2 separate regions of the Mus musculus genome follow, and region 1 is linked to region 2. The links are chromatin contacts, called in public Hi-C maps. All regions are on one chromosome and are shown on one strand. Each heading gives the region's core, a stretch centred on a gene start, on an enhancer-like site or on the middle of the called end of the contact. The rest is flanking DNA. Distances are from core to core; before and after follow the strand shown. Region 1 overlaps Vps13b (vacuolar protein sorting 13B). Region 2 overlaps Vps13b (vacuolar protein sorting 13B).

The links. Hi-C and Micro-C count contacts between places; a contact is called where the count stands out from the background.
Region 1: a contact with region 2 is called in a Hi-C map of uterus. The contact joins two enhancer-like sites. A contact is called at or near these places in 1 of 15 datasets of contacts at CTCF or cohesin (the NIH/3T3 cell line), 8 of 484 Hi-C or Micro-C datasets (cortical neurons, forebrain and uterus) and 2 of 9 other capture datasets (adipose tissue and pancreatic islet).

Annotation. Positions count from the first base shown.
Region 1 is chr15:35,857,807-35,864,015 of GRCm38.p6, forward strand. The region is part of intron 43 of Vps13b (vacuolar protein sorting 13B); the gene reads left to right. Among named protein-coding and RNA genes, the nearest start is that of Gm41292, 26 kb to the right of the region's middle. Within about 2 kb of position 4,460, at least 22 of the 459 cell types and tissues checked have an H3K27ac peak or open chromatin away from gene starts, as enhancers often do. A contact at or near this core is called in uterus, where this site is marked.
Region 2 is chr15:35,771,054-35,777,812 of GRCm38.p6, forward strand. The region is part of intron 36 of Vps13b (vacuolar protein sorting 13B); the gene reads left to right. Among named protein-coding and RNA genes, the nearest start is that of Gm41292, 110 kb to the right of the region's middle. Within about 2 kb of position 2,593, at least 15 of the 459 cell types and tissues checked have an H3K27ac peak or open chromatin away from gene starts, as enhancers often do. A contact at or near this core is called in uterus, where this site is marked.

The DNA.
Region 1 (6,209 bases), core at 3,210-5,709, 89 kb after region 2:
GGAGAGATGGCTCAGAGGTCAAGAGCACAGTCTGCTCTGCCAGAGGTCCTGAGTTCCATACCCAGCAACCACATGGTGGCTCACAACCATCTATAATGGGATCTGATGTCCTCTTTTGGCCTGCAGGTGTACATGCTGGTAGAATGCTATATATACAACAAATAAATAAATCTTTAAGAAGGAGAAGGAGAAGAAGGAGGAGAAGAAGAAGAGGAGGAGGAGGAGAAGGAGGAGGAGAAGAAGAGGAGGAGGAGGAGAAAAGAAGAAGAGAGGAGGAGGAGGAGGAGAAAAGAAGAAGAGAGAAGGAGAAGAAGAAGAAGAAAAGAAGAGGAAGAAGAAGAAGGAGGAGGAGGAGGAGGAGAAGGAGAAGGAGAAGGAGAAGGAGAAGAAGAAGAAGAAGAAGAAGAAGAAGAAGAAGAAGAAGAAGAAGAAGAAGAAGAAGAAGAAGAAAGAGGGAAGAGGAGGAGGAGAAGTAGTCAAAGGGTTTTGTTGAGTGAGGAATTTCAGAACTAGGTTAATACCAGGGTCTGAAAAGAGTGTAATTAAGGCATCAGCCAGAGCTGCAGTCTAGCCATCGGAAGACTTGACTGAGCTGCAAGGTCGGCTTCCAAAATGTCATACTCATGTGGCTCATGGTAGGAGGTTTCAGGTGCTCACTTAAGGCATCCTTCCATAGAGTCACTTGTGTGTTCTCTTGATGTAGCAGCTGGTTTCCCCTAGGTCAGTGAATCCAGAACAATATGAGACAGAAGCCAGTGTTTATGCTTAGAAGTTATTATCATTTCTGTTACATCCCAGGGGGTAAAACACAAATCAGTCCTGTCTAATGTGGAAACAATTAAGCAAAGAAACAGATAATAAGAAGCAGGCATCATTGGGCTTTCTTAGAAATGAGCTTGCAGAGGCTTACTGGCTAGCCAGTCTAAACAATCAGAAAGCTCCAGGTACAACGAGAGACCTTATCTCAAGAAGGAGCAATGCAAGAAGTCACAGAACACTGACCTCCTACTTCCTAACGTACATGTATACACACACAGACACACACACACACACACACAAGCACCAATAACTCTCTCGCCTGGTAGAGTTATCATCATTGTAGTAATTACTTAATCTCAATCAGAGGGCTTCTACTTTGCCTTAGATCACAATCTTTATATCTATAATAAGTCTTTAAAGCACTACAGCTGTGCCCAAATCTACCCTCGATGCTACTATGTCTATTTTCCTGCCAATAACCCCAAGATATGACTTGCCATGTTCCCCCTGAGCCATTCTTACTCTGACTGGCCAGCCCTCATTCCAGTTCTCACAATTCCTTACCCCATGGTGTCGACTCTCCCCCATTCCGCTTTTTCCTTGCGTTCCTCTCCTCAGACCCCATGCGCTGAGCAATGAAGGCCCGCCTACCTCAATTCTGCCCAGCTTTAGGCTGTAGCTGTAGGCATCTTTATTCAACCAATAGTTTTAAATTAAGGTGCAGGATTACATTGCATCACTTGATGTATGTGAGGATTCTCTCATCCCTGAGGCAACCAGATCTTGGGGACCAGTATTTAACATTACAACACTAGCAAAAGACCAAACCTCAACATAATCACTATTCTTAGCTGTCATAGGGAGATTGATTGGTGCAAAAACCAGAGACTGCTATATTGGACATTTAGGACATCACTGATAGCTTCATAGCTAAAAGATCCTGTTTGGAAAGATAAAGATAGAAATTATGCTATGCTAGGCTAGGAAATGAACTGAAAGAACAAAAGTGAGGAAGATAAGTCTGGAGTTTTTATTCGGTTAGCTTCATGTTTTTATTCTTTAAAAAAAAATGGATATTAGATACAATACAAAAATCACAAGGCCAGGGAGGATTTTAAATAAATTTAAGCATGCTCATATGAAAATAAATTGCAGAGAGATTGATGATAGCGAATAGAGGAAGAACTATTGATGACATAAAGACTTAGAAAAGAATAAATTTCAGATGTTAGCCACAGGTTGACCTTAGATGGGAAGAGCTCCACAGCGGATTCCTATTGTTGCTTACTAAAGCATTCCACACATCACGCTGAAACCATTCATCAGGTCATGAGTCTGCCTAGGAGAGATCTAGGGCCACTCCAGCAGAGACCGTGCTGCCCCAACAAGGGTGCACTCAGGAGAGCAGAGACAGCTTGGAAGGTAGCAGAGGCAAGGAATTCAAGATGGCCTTGCCGGCCTAGGCTGGATGTTGGCCGGATATCTTGATTCTCTGGCATGTGACCTGTCAAGCAAGCTGGCTCAGAATTCTTCACATGGCAAAATTGTTCTGAGAGAACTAGAGACTGTGTGGTCTCTTGAAACTCAGGCAAGAACTCTTAGAATCCTTCTGACACATTGGGGAGAGCATGTTACAAAATTAAGCTGGAAAAGAGCCTACACACAAGATTTATGGCCAGGAACAACTTAAAGGGGCCTCCTCTGAAGTCAGAGGCAGGTAAATTGGAGTGAAAGGTGGACAGGAAAGGAGGCCATAATGGTGCTAGTTATGCTTTGTGATAGGCCTTCAGTAGATGCTCACTGAATAGAGAACGCTGCGGGTTCCCATAACCCCTCTAATAGTACTCAAGATCAAAAGCTTAAAGTCATAGTTTACAATCCTATACTATAAACCCTACTTTTATATCATCCTGGATGGCTTTCTATATACTATACATATTTTTTAATCTGGTATGTACACACACACACACACACACACACACACACACACACACACACACACGCACGCACATCATCAGTGCAGTCAGACTCAGACCAGGCACATGCTTCAAGTGGAGCCAGTCTCCAGGCCTAAGTGCAGGTACAGCTTCTCACACTCTTATTTAATCTATATTTAATCTGTAAAGATTCTTATTATTTTTCATAAACTGAAGCTGGATAGAATACTTACTAAATATTGTATACTTATACTAAATACACATTAAATGTAGCACGTGCTGTCTTTCTTTCTAATCATGGAAATCATGTCCCAGAAGTCTACAGTGTCACCCTCATTGTCATTCAGAGACAGCTGTCTGCAACCAGCAAGTCCACTTGGGAAGGAAAGATTTTTATGCCTTGCTCCACAGTAACAGTAACAAGATTCTTTTTATTGTTAAAATCAACAGGTAAACACTTCTTGGGACCATTTGGCAAGAATTTTAATCCAAAATATTCTGTCAACATTGATTCTATTTAAGAACCAGGAACTACTGTCCAATTGCTGTCAAATGCTTCCTTATTTCATTTTTCATGCAACCAGAGGAGCTGAAGGAGCTAAAGCCTCGGTCTCTTGGCTTTTCCTTTTCTCAAGTATCTTTCTTCCATCAGGAAAGTCACATTACTCTGTGGGACTTTCCAGTGCCTTCCAAAGTTACCCATAGGACTGAGACCAGAGTGTGTTCTAACACTAAATATCTAGCCAAGATGGAGTTCCCTCACCTCCTTAAACTGCACACAGGCGTTTGAGTCTGAGCTTCTTTCCCTGTGTGAGTCTCTTCCTAAGAATCTCGTGCATTTTCGCCTTTCCTGTCTTTACAGGAGAGGGCCATGGGAGGGTTGTGGTAGGGCACTTCCTCCTCTCCCAGGGCCCATTTCTGGAGTTTTCTACAAAACTGGGGATTATTTAAGCTGTGAGGTTCAGAGAGGAATGGCTGCTGAGACTGCCCATCCCTTGGCAGTAAATTCTAGATATTGAAATGTAGCTTTGAAGACTACATACTTGAGATTCCCTAAGATTTTTACAAGGCATTGAGTACCTTTCCACAAGCCAGTATTCTGCAAATGTGAGTGTCCTCAGCTCACTGGTGTCTAAACATAAAGGTTCTTTACAGGGCTCATTGTAAATGTGAATTTTATTGCAGTGTGTTTGGAGAAAGGCTGTGCAGCTGGGCTATTGAAGCATAGTACTTTTCCATTTTTAATGTATGGTAAATGCTGATTAGGAATGTCATAAAGACCTCAGCATACATACCATGATTGCCTTTAATCATCACCCATTTCCATGAACCTGTGTGACAAACACATTAACCAAGAAAGTGGCATACTATTACACTGTGGTACTTCTGATCATCTCTGTGCTTTTAATTATTCCCAGGATATTGAAGAACTTATTATTTAAAGGTTAGAATAATGCCCAAGATATGGACAAACCCAGTGAGTGTCAGACACTAGGAATGTTGGATGACTTCAGAGTTATGAAATTATTTCATTTCTCATGATAATTCTCGGCTTGCCAAGTTAGTGAATTTTGAAGACCGCTGAGAGCAGATTTTCAGATAAATGTGAACTAACCCATTCTTGTGGAGTCAGGGGCTTCCCTACAGCATCAGTTCATGTTTGGCTTGCCTGGCTCACATTTGGGGATAGAATGAGTTAGGACAAGGTCTTAGCACATTCCCTCTCTGGGAAAGAAAAACCAACTGCACAACTTGGCGAGGCTCTGAGAATCTGCAGTTGCCATGGATACTTTAACCTTTATAAAAATGTTTTCTCCGTATGGCAACACAACTTACTTCAATGAAAATAAATAAGAATTTTTTTTATTTCTTTTCTGTCCATCTGTTGCCTTCTTTTTTCCTCTAATTAAAAGTTAGAGATAACAAGTTAAGTTGCCCAAATCATTATAATGACTAAAAATAAATTAAAATCTCATAAAACCTCTCAATCTTTTTTTAGGACATGTGTTGGCATGTCTCCTAAATTAAATTTTGCTGATGTCTCCTACATTTGAGAGTAACATAAAGAAAAGAGTGTTTTAGTTCTAAGTTTGGATAGGTTTTTTCATCATTTATACTTGTGTATAGTTACAGTAGATATATAAACAAACAGAAGCTGACAGTTCTGATTCACAAGCGCAAGAGTGTTTACCCAGTGCATCTGAATGACTATCAGAGAAGCTTGAGTTTATCTTCTTGGCTTCTGTTTCTGAGCGCTCCTGAATTATCCTTTATCATGTGCATCCTACGTACTCGGAAGCCTTCCTCTAAAGAACTGTATCCAGCCAAGCTCTGAGAACCATCGACTGCCAAGAGTATCTGTCCAAAGAGAATCTGTGTATGTCACACAACACCAGAGTGTGTGAATAGAACTCCATTAAGAGCAAAAAGAACCGTCCTCATCTGCATACACATATACACATGTCATATATAACTTAACTAATAGAGAAAGCCCACACCCTGCTTTCATAAAAACCCTGTATATCCTCGCATATATATAAGCTGTGTGTATTTCTATCTGATTTCATGATCAAAGTACTTGAAATGCCAATAATGATAATTATAATAAATGAACAAACTTGCTTATTGAACCTTTTTGTTAAAAAAAAAAATCTCTGAGTCTGTCTCCCCTGATCTCCAGCATTTAGAATTGACTGATCATCTTTGAAGCAGAGACTACCTGTGAGATAGCCCCTTGTTAAAAGGAAAGCAAAGAACATCTGTGAGATAGCCCCTTGTTAAACAGGAAGTGCCGTTGCTGTCCCCGTTGCTTCCTGTAACATTCCAAAGACTCATCCTGCAAAATAAAAGTCCTGGAACAGATTTCACACACCAATATGTTAAAATAGTGATTATTCCAGAGTGCTTGGTAGAAAAATGTGATATTGGATATTGTAACTTACCTGTGGGAATTCAAATGGCCATTATAAACCTAAGATGAAATGGCACAGTATACTGAACTATTTTGAGGATTTTTGGTAAAATATGTGGGCAACATTGTGTCCTTCCTCCAAGCACGCTCATTGTTTCCACTATTCTGTCTTCCATGCTTCAGTCACTTGTGTTTGTTGATGGATGGTTTTCAGGGGAAGTGGCATTGACTGACCTAGGCTTGGCTGCTCTGACTCTTCCTTTCTTTACCAGGTCTTCTTGCTAACCCTTAAGCATCCACATCCCCAGGTGTCTATGCGCATACCTCTTGACTGCCCAAAAGCAGGATTTGCCTTTTTTTTTTTTAGAAATGGAGTTACAGTTTATTACATGGTACCATCACACTCTACAGTTTTTTAATTTTATTTTATTTTATTTGTAATTCATTTTGTACACTCCATATTCCATTCCCTGCCCCTCCCCATCCATCCTCCAACTGTTCCACACCCCACACCTCCTCCCCACCCCATTTATACGTGGATGACCCCTCCCCACCCCACCTGACCTCCCTGGGGCCTCCAGTCTCTTGAGGGTTAGGTGCTT
Region 2 (6,759 bases), core at 1,343-3,842:
GGTTTGGTTTGGTTTGGTTTGGGGCTATTGTCATTTTGTTTAAGGTTATTTGTCTGTTTAAACAAATCTGTGAGCCAGGGTATTTCCTAGCTCTAAGCTGCTTCCTATCCATGTCTTGAGGTACATTCCTGCAGCTGTCTTTGGAACTGTTGGTTCCTAAGTTCCTTTTAGCTGAAGTGGCTAGCACAACATCGAGTTGAGCTTTGGAAGCCTTAGAACAGTGTTTCCACGGTGCAGTCTGTGGAACAAGCACAGCAGATCACCTGACACCTTACTGGGAATGTGTGTACTAGACCCCCAACCCAGCTTATGAATCATACTCTCTGGGCACAGAACCCAATGATGTGAATTTGGTCAGCCTCGCAAGTGATTCTAATGTGTCACTGGGAACCATTTATTTTCAAAAGAAAAATTGCCATGGTGGCAGATATGCTCTACAAGGTGCCCAGCTGAAGCTCAAGCCTGGGAGAGTATCACTGAGGTGTTGTGTCAGGCAGGCCACACCTGGCCGGGGAAAGACTGAAACTGTAGAGGGGCATGGAGCTAACTGGCCATGACATCTCCATTTTTCTCCTTTGCCACTATGACTAAGTAGTAGCTTTTCCACACTGAATCAGAGAAGGTGGGCACAAAGTGTGAGAGGAGAAAAGTCAACACAGGCAGGAAATAACCATTTCAGTCACAGAATCTGCTACTGGGAAAGCTGAGAGGCAAGTGCAGAAGTGTCACTCTGGAACAGAAGTCTCAAGAGGAAACCATATATTTTCCCACAATCCTGTGGGAGTATGTCCTTTTCCATGGCCCTGTATGGAGGAGGGTTGTGGACTGATTTTTGTCAGTCCCTAAGCTGTGTACTAAAAAGTAATTGTCAGCTGGAGACTAATTGTAATTTAGTTCTAGAGAGCCAGTTTGAGCACAGTGGTTTGGTTTTAATTTTAATAGTTGTGTAATAATAATATTAGGCCAAAACATAGTTAATGTCCTTCCTCTCTGAAATATACGTAATCAAGCCAGCTAAAAGATCTTTTTTTTCTTCCTTTGTTGTTTTTAAAGTCAGAAATGAAAAATGAAGGGTCTAGGAGACATGAAAGATTCTCAAACACTGGACACTAGAGTGTCAGGTCCTCCGAGCCCAACCTCACACCTTTCTAAATGCTGTCCCTTAATGGTGGCAGGGAAAAATTATGTCCCAAACAGAGGAAGAGCTTTAGACCCCCATGCAGGCCAGCTCTGCTCACATCGCATTATCTCTAGATTCATTTTTAAAGATATTTAACCTTCATAATTGTTTTCATTATGATACAATTGAACATTTTTTATTTAGCCAGTCAAATGGTCTATTTTTTGTAATTTTCCCTTTTATATTAGAAAAACTGTATAACCCTCTTCTTGTATAATTATGTTCTTTTATCTTGTTAAGCACAAAAATAGATACATTCGCCTTGACTAAAAGATACTTGGTATAATTCTGCTGGTCAGTGTCCAGCAAACATCTTAAAATAGTTTTTTAGAGTCACATTAAATCAAAATTGAAGTTAGTCACTTAATTTAAAAAGATGTATTATAATGAAACTATAACAAAATCTGTTGTGTGTAAATGAGATAGGGTTGGGACAGATTCTAGTTGTGGCTAAAGGCTAGCATCTAGGGAAACTAATTGAGAGATTACTGCATAGCTCTTTTTGGTTTTGTTTTTAGTTGGGGAAGATAGGATCTCTTTCTGGATCCCAGGCTAGCTGTAAACTTGGCCTTCACACCAGGATCAAGACATACTTAAATAAAAAATAGTTGCAACTGTATTTCAAAGAAAACAGTAATTTATCATTATGAATATTAATTTCATAATGCAGTTGAATATCTTCAAATTGCATGTTTTTTCAGTTAACTTGAAATACATTCGTTTGGTTTTGGCTTGTTTTGAGATAGGATATCACCATGTAGCTCTGGTTGTCCTGGAACTCACTACCTATGTAGACCATGCTTGCCCCAGATTTAAACATCTGCCTGCCTCTGCCTCCTCAGTGCCAGGATTCAAGATGTGCCACCACACCGGACAATTTGGTATTGTCTTGATAAGTGACAAAAATAAAAAGACACACACTACCAGCAGCCATATTTTTTTGTGTAGTTTTCAAGTGGTGGTGGTCTGTATTCAAACCAATTTTTATGATGTATCTTTGAGCTCAAAGGAATGACTGTCAGATTTTTATAGGTTGACTCTAATGCAGAAAAACTTCCCCAAGTCTTTGATTTTACAGTTTCTGTCACCATTGTGAGCATCTGCAGCAGCTGCACTTCTCAAATTATTTGCTGAACCAAATTGAGCACAGTGACAAAGTAGTCATCTCCGATGGGCTATTAAACAGAGAGGAGCGGTCTGCACACAGCAGAGCATCTGTTGTGCACATGGCGTCCTATAGAAGGACGCAAGATAAAATAATTGTCAAAATTTTTTCATTAAACCCTCAACAATTTGCACTTGTTTATCTGAATCTGCATAGCTCCCCAATGAGACAACACACTTGGGGTTTCTTTGCTTCTCCCTCACTTTTCTTTGATCCTTTTTGATGTGCTGACTTTAATAAACACAGTCAAAAACACTGTGCAAGAACATCATGGAAAAAACTACAAAGGAACGGCCCAGCAACAGAGCTCTGCTAATCCCTAACTTACGCAGGCTATTTTTAGAGAAATATTTTTTTAACACTCTTTATGTGACAATGTTATATAAACAGGGAAAAGCAGTCCTTCCCAGATGAATTTTAATTTAAGAGCTGAAATAGATTTGTAATTCTAGAGGAATCCTATGTGCTAAGTAATTCTTAGAGAAACACCATTGGGAATGTGCTGTAGGCATGTTCCCTCACTTGTCAAGAAGACCAAGAAAAAAATGAGTTTGCCTAATGATTTTTTTTTATCATCTAAGCTATTAGAAACCTATGGAAAGTATGTGGGGAAAGGGAATATAAAAGCATGAAACAAGAAAGCTAATGTTTGCTGGGCAGTGGTGGCGCACACCTTTAATCCCAGCACTTGGAAGGCAGAGGCGGGCTGATTTCTGAGTTCGAGGCCAGCCTGGTCTACAGAGTGAGTTCCAGGACAGCCAGGGCTACACAGAGAAACCCTGTCTCGGAAAAACCAAAAAAAAAAAAAGAAAGAAAAAAAAGAAAGCTAATGTTTTTCCTCAAACGTTGATACATTTGTGCAACCTAGAGAGCTTTAATATTCACTTACTCGTTTTAAAAATAATATAGTAGAAATTATTAACTGAGCTTGTTAAAAGAATTCCCATTTTCATTTTGCAGAATACAATATAATACTTCTAAACTATGACTATTTCAAGGGACTTTCTATTCCTCCACTCTGCAGATGCTTGTGCAGCCATGAATCTTACAACTAACTCCTCTCTCCTAGAACACTTATGTTCTCCCATGTGTCTTAATAAAATCGCGATTGCCGTCTGATTGTAGATGTGATGCTTGTAATATAACAGGAAATCTTATGAGGGCTCTGCCAGTAACAAGAATCTAAGTTAGAGCCAGGCAGTGGTGGTTCATGCCTTTAATCCCAGCACTTGAGAGGCAGAGGCAGGCAGATTTCTGAGTTCAAGGACAGCCAGGGCTACACAGAGAAACCCTGTCTCGGGGAAAAAAAGAGAATCTAAGATAGAAATTGTATCATATATTCTGAAATATTTTAAAGTCAATAGTATTTCTTTGGTATCTATTAAATCTGTCTCATAGTATAGTATGTTCTTTAAACAGTTGCCACACAAACACACTGCCGCCAACATGGGCACACAGTGCCGATCCCTTTTGCTGTTTGAAGCATGTCATTTTGGAGACACGCAAAGTATGTAGTTATAAATTCTGAACTGACAGCGAGTCTCTTTCCACAGGAGGGTGGGGACTGAGCTTACACTTTAGCTACCCTGTCAGGGTAATTTATGGCTCTATTAAGATGGCACGCCTTAGATTTCTGCAAACAAGAGGACACAGTTTAGAGCTGTGAAATCATTGGACTTGAGCTTGCCTTGCTCCTTCTCGGAGCCAATTAACATGGCAACCTTTAAATAGACTAAGAAAAAGAGGAACACAGCTGGAACACAAAGGAAACACAAAGGAAAATAACCTGGGTGAAGCTGTTAGAAGTGGGAAACCATTGACAAGACTGAGGACTTTTCTCCCAAGCAGTGACTTGAGCTCATTGTCAAAGGAACAGTGGCTTTAATCACTTTCCCTGATCTTTCTGTAGTTAACTTGGTATATAAACTAAGAGAGAGAAAGGAAGTAAAGCCATTCTTTTCCATGAAATTACCAGTAAAACATTTATTATAACAGAAGCTAGCACTCCCTTCATGCTCTGCAAGTGAAACCAGGTCATTGGTGCAGAGTGGAGCTCCCACACTTCTGCTGTGCTGCAGTACCCTGAGAGAAGACTGTCTGCTTTGGATGCTTCAGAGATGCATGTTAGCCTGGTGGGAAGTAAAGCATGAAATTAGGTCTGACTACCTCAAATCCTGTGTTGCAGCAGTGAGCTGTTTACAGCACCCCAAAGACTCTTGCTGTTCTCAGAAAGAAATGCATCTCTTTCCAGTGTCTGAACAATGAGAAATGAATTTCTTGACAGTTAAAGTCAGGGCAGATTTAACTTTTAAGGATCCACTGATGATGGAAGCATAAATATAGCTAGTTGACAGTTATACAAACCACCAACGATCCTTAATGAATACTGGGTGTGGGCATCAAGGCCCTGTCAATTTTGACATTTTGACCAAGTAGCTTAAACCCAACACTCAAGAAAAAGTTGAATGCTCGCTGGTCTATAACATCTGGGATTTTATTTGTCATTTTGGAGTAACTGGCAAGTGCAAAAGAAAGAGTAAAGGGGGATTATCTTGACAATGAAATGAGTTACTCAATCTTGTGATAATGAAAAGCAGAAGAATTCTAATGCCTTTCTGTAGTCCCTGAGGTAGAGGTACGTTTATGATTTTTGCAGAAGTAAAATGTAGGCAGGCAGAACAGATGGCCTAGAGTCCATGAAACATAATAGCTCCCCATCCCTGGACTGAGCGCCACTATTAATCCCAGGCAGATTCTCTCCTATGACTCTATAAGAAGGTTCAAAGTCGCTACTGCTCAGCTAGTATTGCCTCTTTTTTTACTCTGAAATTACTCATGACTTATTTTGATATGTGAGAATAGTTTTCTGTGCATTCTGGTAAACTATTGAGGCATTCTCCAAAAAGTGGGAGGTCCTAAACTTTAAAATGAAATAAAAACTAATAAAAAATTTATAATTTCTCCCATAATACTTCATATTATTTCTCTAATATGGTGAAAAATAAAACCTAACAATATGAGACCCAACATTTAAATCTCTTGGTTGTGATCATTACGTGTGTGAGTAGATAAAGTATTAGACAATAATGAACAGTATCAATCCTCAAGAAAGGTCAATTTTATGTTTTATGTAGTTCTGTGTGTATGATTGGGGGGCGGTGCATATGCCACAGCACGTGTGTAGACCAGAAGACAATTCTGTGGACTTACTTCTAATGTCCCATCTTTACGGGGTTCTGGGGATCAGAATCAAATCATCAGCATGCACAGCCAGTGCCATTACGTCATCTCAGGATCCTGGGCGGGGGGCGGGGGGCGAGGGGCGGGGAGGGGGAGAATGAATGAATGAATGAATGAATGAATGGGAATGTTTAGTATGTTTAAAAACAAGTTGATTTTTTGCTATTTGGACATGTTTTGTCTTGGACATATATTGTGTTGAAATAGTTAGGCCCACATCTTTGATTTTGTAATATATATTTGTTCTGTGATTTAAAAAAAGCTATGACTATAAAATGCTTATCATTTGTCACGTACATTTTGTGTTTTAGTGCTGATGTAGTCTCCAAATCTGCCAATCAGGAATGATTTAAAATTCAGAGTATAATAACTTCAGAGAAGTAGAAGGATAACCACTATATTGAATCTCATATGTATTCAAGGATACATGCAAAATGAAAGCTTTCTAATGAGCCACAGAACAGGGCTATGGGGGCAGTCTCCTGTGTAGTGGTGAACATGATGTACCTGCCCAGCCTTCGAGAGGGGATGAGCTCACATCAGGAAGATAACCATCTCTGACTTTTTCTTCTGATTCATCACTGACCTGAACTCCATGTGAACCTTGTTAGACAAAAAAAAATCCTGCTCCAAACTATAAAATATAATTAAGCCCTTTTGAAACGATGTGTAAAAGAACATTGCTGTACCCCCACTTATAACCACTACCACCACCACAACCAATAAAGTTAAATCAAGCACTGCCTGTAATGGATTAAAATAATAAATGTTCCTGGATTTCAGTGAAGTGCTTGAAGAAAACAGGCTTCCAGCAGCCAGAGTAGCTGAATGTAGGAAAGACATTTATTAATGATGAGTTCAAGGATGTGGCCTGTGTAATATCATTGCTTTCTGTTTACCGTGTGCTACACAGCTCTTGTATTTTACACAGCCCACATGTATCGATATACAATGATGAAAAGATTTTTTGTTTTAGCAAAAGAATTGTTAATTGTATAAATAAGACTCTTTAGGGAATCTTCATCGGACTGTTTCTTTTTGATAAGAAAACCTTTACTGTATTAGTCAGGGTTCTCTAGAGTCACAAAACTTATGGGTAGTCTCTATATAGTAAGGGAATTTGTTGATGACTTACAGTCTACAGTCCAACTCCCCAACAATGGTCAGCAGCAGC